2 separate regions of the Mus musculus genome follow, and region 2 is linked to region 1. The links are chromatin contacts, called in public HiChIP or PLAC-seq maps. All regions are on one chromosome and are shown on one strand. The core of a region is the stretch at or near the end of the contact, and the rest is flanking DNA. Distances in the headings are between cores, read along the strand shown.

What was found. HiChIP or PLAC-seq counts read pairs in DNA pulled down with a chosen protein or histone mark.
Region 2: an H3K27ac HiChIP or PLAC-seq map of bone marrow-derived dendritic cells shows a contact between it and region 1, with 4 times the contacts expected there. The contact joins the promoter of Trim30c here to the promoter of Rhog in region 1. A contact is called at or near these places in 1 of 39 promoter capture datasets (pre-B cells) and 1 of 115 datasets of contacts at active chromatin or transcription factors (bone marrow-derived dendritic cells).

The regions. Positions count from the first base shown.
Region 1 is chr7:102,248,750-102,251,449 of GRCm38.p6, forward strand. Rhog (ras homolog family member G) reads right to left here and starts at 1,369. Exons shown (of 2, transcript NM_019566.3): 1 at 1,296-1,369.
Region 2 is chr7:104,399,469-104,402,168 of GRCm38.p6, forward strand. It overlaps Trim30c (tripartite motif-containing 30C), which reads right to left and starts at 1,310. Exons shown (of 8, transcript NM_001378693.1): 1 at 1,224-1,310.

The DNA.
Region 1 (2,700 bases), core at 119-2,618:
TATTCTTGTGTCACCCAACCCTGCCTGCTACAGACTGCTTCCCCTTGCCTAACCACAGTGTCACCCACCGCAGGTTCCCTTCATTCTGCCGGCTTCTGCTCTGGGCCTTCTCAAGGCTGAGGGCAGTTATTTTGTCTCTAAGAGATAAAGAACACCAAAACTTGCATGTTCACGGGCGTGTGCACATGTTTAATCATCTCCATCATCGGGAGGTTGCAGCCAGCATCTCTAAGCTAAAGACGTTTGAAAAAGGCTCTCAAACTCAGCAAGTTTAAAGCAGTTTCTGACACCAAAGCTAGATTACAGACCAAGGGAAGGAGACGGACTGAGGGCGGCAGGGAAGATAGAAACAAAATGGGGAGATATGTGTGTGGTAGTCAGAGGCTGAACAACAGGCAGGGCAGGGTAAATGCGAGATCAGGGCCTGGGTACATCTATGTGGTTGGGGGAAGAGCCGGAAGGAGGCGAATGTGGTCGACACTATGGCGAATGTGGAAGACAGTATGGGGAGTTCAGGTGAGGGAGAAGACGTTAAGAGCTCTCAATCATTACCGAAAGCCAGTACTCCAGCTGCCTCTCAAAGTCATGGAAGTTGTCAGTGACTATCGGTATAGTGGCCCTTTCCTTCCTCAGTTTATCCTCAAAATAAAAAAGGCCAGATTGAGTCTGATAGACACAACAGACGTGTTCACTAAATACCCGCTGTTGTATGGGACAGGAATAAAGAGGTTGGCTCAGAAAAATACAGAGAGGGAATGGGGATTCCCCCACCGAGTCCTCAGCAGCAACAGTGTAGCAGCTATGGACTGGCTCCGACCTTCCCGGGTGAGACTTCAGAGGCCTCAGACACCGCCCCCCACCCCCAACCCCAGCCTCACAAATGTCACAACTGCAGAGCAGAGAGCGCGCCTTCTGCAGCCCAGAGGCCCTTTCCTTTCACACACTACTGAACAGCCCCACAACTTCTGAGGGCACCCCACCGCAGAGTCCCAGCCTCACAGCTCAGCGCTTTCCCACTTCCGAGCCTCTCACGGTTCGGATCTCAGTGGTCCCTCGCGGACAGCAGGAGCTCGCGCTGTCCCTCGGATCCCACCCTCAACCCGGCCACCAGCGATCGGGTCGCGGTGGCCGCTGTCCCCGCCCGGCCTGCCGCGCCCGCCCAACTTGCAGTGAACGAAAACCTCCCGCCCTCGGCCTCCCTCCTGCAAACTTCCCGGCTCCCGGGTACCCAGTCCGGGCCAGCTTGAACTCCTCTTCCCAGGACCCCTGCCCGACGGGCTCGACCCGGGCCTCACCTGGTGCCCTCCCCGCGGCGGGGGAGCTGGGGGCGGCGGCGGCGGCTCTGGGCTCAAGAAGGAAGTGAGAACTGGAGGCCGGAGGAAGTGGGGGGGTGGGGGCCGGGCCGGCAGGGCCGGGGCGGGGCGCGGGGGCGGGCCGGCCGGGGCGGGGCGGACTAGGAAGTCGGAGGCCTCCCCCACCCTCCAGCCTCGGGTTTTCTGCAAGCTTTGCCCTCCGCACAGTCCCGCACACCCTGCTTCTCTCCACTCTTCGCCCCGTGAGCCCTGAGACCCCTTGAGTCTGGCCTCTCAAGGTCAGGTCTCCCCGCTTTCACTTGGCATCTCCCCCCCACCCCCCAGCAGGGGCCCTAAGCTAGGCGCTGGGCATTTGTTCTCTTCCTAGTATCTCACTCCCCGCCCCGCAGCCTCCGCGGGAAGGCTGAGAAATGCCTTCCGCTCAGCCCGGGAATCTAGAGGTAGCCGCGGCTGGCTAGGGGTTAGCCGGAATGGGTCAGGCTGGGGCAGTCCCCACCCCTGCCCTGAGCCTTGGGAGAATGCTGGGTGGTGGTGATTCAGCAGTGGGAAGGTCCCAGACCCCTGGGGAGGGTGGGGAGACAGAGGTGGGGGGAGGGCAGCTGCCGTCAGCACCCCGGGAAAAGACGTGATCAGCAGAGATGCAGGCGGAGCCGCGCGGGCCCCCAAAACAGGATGTCGTGTCGTGGTTCCGCACCTCGCAGCTCCGCGGGGCCCTGGGGAGGGGGCGGGGCGTGGGAAGACGTGGGGCTCTTCTTGTTCCCTGATCTCGCCCTGGCGCGCGGCTGTTTGGAGCGGTAGGACCGCGCCCAGGCCTGAGGTCCGGCTTGGGCCCTGGAGACCGGCGAGTGGACGGCCTCGAGGGCGCCCTCTGGTGCTTCTAACCCAGGCCTTGGGCGCAGTTTTCCTGGAGAATCCACAGTCTTGATTCTTTTAACAACTTTCTGGGTGCTCTACCACGTGCAGAGCTCCGCAAGGTACAGTGAAAACAACACAAGATAAACACCCCGTCTTACAGAGGACCTCCAAATAAAGTGGATCAGGTCTGACAGGTAGTTTAATGTTTCCAAGTATCAGTTTTTTGTTTTGTTTTGTTTTGGTAAAATCAACAAAAAAAATTTCTCCACCCAGAGGATGTGAAGATTACAGAATAGGTATCCGTGCTGTGGTACTGTATAGAAAGTCAAGTTAGGACAATCAAACTCAGGCTGGTCAGTGACTGACTAAACGAGTGTTCTCAGATTCCAGAAGCCTGTTCTCATCGCACAGGCAGTTTGTGGACCCCTTACTTCTTCTTTGGCCCTTAGGCAAATTCCTCCCAATGGGAAGAGAATAAATTGGAGGGGCTAGGGGAAATTTGGGAGGGCAGAACTAGTGTTTGGTATTTAAT
Region 2 (2,700 bases), core at 60-2,559, 2.2 Mb after region 1:
GAGGCTGACACTGGACAATTCCATGAGTTTAGGATGAGATCTATAGGGACATCATGTTCCAAAGGAATAGAAATCTGACACTTCCTGAAAGTGTGCTTCTCCAGTGTTTTTTCTCTCTCATACTCCCTCTGTCTCTCCCTGTGTCTGTCTGCCTGCCTCTGTCTGTCTCCCTTTCTTCCTCTCTCCCTTTCTCCCTTTCTTCCTCTCTCTCTCATTCAAGTACTACAACTTCTAAGAAAAGTGTGTTCAGTGAAGCAGTCAGGTAGAACAGATATTATTATAATCATTTGGCATAGTAAAATACAAAAATCATCTAAGGCTAGTGGCAAATTTCCAAGAACAAGTTAATACATTTTTATGATCAGTTGTTGTTTAACATCTAGTACCTGATTTTCTGTAAATCTTCAAAGCATATATTTGAAGTATTTTTATTCTTTTTATTTAAGGCTTTCTTAAACAATATACGAAAGCCTATTTCCAATGATACATGTGCAGCCATGTAAAATTTTATTGTTGGGAAAGTTTTTAGTTATCAATTCTATCTTATGCATGATTTATAAAGTGAAATGTTGGTTTTTCCAGAGATAAGGCCATGGTTAGTGACCCCATCTCAAGGGATGGTTTCTTACCCATTATTCTTACTTAAGATCTTAGCCTAAGCTATCAGGAACATCTTGTAAATAAAAAAATGAATAAAAAAGATAAAACAGATAAATTGCCATGAGAACTAGGGCTCAATATTTTATTTCAGCCAAGAGTTCCACAACTGGTTCTAGGAGGCCTCCTTCTTTTGAAGTTTTCACCTCAGTCTGTGGAACTTGTCACACAGATTCTACTGAGGTTGGAGTGGCATACATGAATAGGTAGCTGCAGGAAGGTCAGGACTTCTAATCACAGGGACAGAAACATAGGGAATGAATCCATAGAATCATGGGTAAATCCATTATTACTCAGATAAATCTTAAACTTTTGTTTTCAAACTCTGCCCTGGCTCTACTTTTGAGGGAGAGCAGTTTCTCTCTTGGAGCAGGAGATTCATGTGCAACTCAAAATTAAAGATTAGGAAAGAAGAGAGTAAATTTGGAGAAATAACCGGATCTCTTCAGCCCATGAGAGCTATTTCCCCAGGCCACCCTTCCCTCTGACTCCTAGGCCCAGAACACTCAGCAGAAAGCCAGCAGTTCTCCACCTCCCCTTCCTTCTTAGTTTCAAATTAAACTCACCAAAGCAGAGACAGTGCTTTCTTCTAAATTCCTCCCAACTCTGCAGTCTAATATTGTTCTCACACCTTCAAACACCAACCAAATGACCCAGAATCATGGAGAGGAGCAAAGTCTATACCCTGAGAACTTAGTCACTAAGCTTCTAAGAATTTAGTCACGGGCTCTGGTGAACCACAAGAGAAATGAAAGTTAAGACTTTGAGGGGTGGAACTGAGAAAAAGGAACCACAGAACTATCAACCAACAGGGTGGTACCCCATTATTAACTGGGGTTTTACTACCAGAGGGAGTCAGTTGCCTTAGGTCAGCTCTGCCTTCCAGTAACTTGGGACATTTTCAGAGCTACAGGAACTTGTTATGTCACTTGTTCAGACTCATGATACAATCATCCAAAAAGTTCCTGACCCTCTGGAAATCTGCCTGTGATGGAAAGAAAGCTTTCCCCATGGGCTTCTCCTGCACCTGAGCTCCTGTGCTGGCTTTGCCTAGGTGGCAAGTGTGGCCCAAAGGGAAGGAAAAAACAAGACTAGGGACAGAAAGCTGCAGTGTTCCTCTGAGGTTGGAGCTGGACTCTTGTAGGATGAGAACAGGAAGGAAGTTGCAGTTCAGGGAAGCTGCCACACAAGCAAGATTCCTCATCCATCAGGGACAGGATGGGGAGGAGTCATGTGCAGAGCCAGGCAGAAATACCTCACTACCCTCACAGCAGAGAGAGTAGTGAGTTGCAGAGGGCTCTCCAGCTGCCCCATGATGTCCCCAGATTATGTATTCTGTGGCTGAAAAGACCTAGTCCTTTCACAGTGTTGATCTGACCCATGCATTCATTTCCCCCTTCCAGGGCTCCCTCACCAGAATGTCTTAGTTGTTTCCATTTGATTTAGGATTTGTATTAAAGAGCAACAATACTGATGTAACATTCCCTGACTAGAAGGTAGAAATCTGTAGGGTTGTGAATGGGCTTCTCTGGGCCTAGTGTTCACCTAGAACCTAAGTGATGGAGCCCAGTGATGGAACCTAAGCGCTGTACTAAATCAGGTGTGGAGACACACACACGTGTCATCTGTCGTCCTTACTCTTCTACTATTGGGATAAACACCATGACTAGGGCAAGTTATAAAGAAAGTGTTTGACTTGGGGCTCAAGTTAAATGGATTAGAGTTCATGACCACCACAGTGGAGAGCCTGATAACAGGCAGGGAGACACAGTGCTGGAGCAGGAAGTGAGAAGTCACAACTTGAGACACTATCTTGGCACAAACCTGAGGCAGAAAGAGAATGGTGGTGGTGGTCAGAATCTATTGAATCCTGAAAGCTTGCACCCATGCCATACCTTCTCCAAGAATGCCACACTCCTAATCTTTCCTGAACAGTGTCCTGATAACTGAGAACCAAGTATTCAAAAATCTTAGCCTCTGGGGCCATTGTTATTCAAACCAGCACAGGATGCCCCTGCCTTGCAGCTGGCTGCATGAGGATCA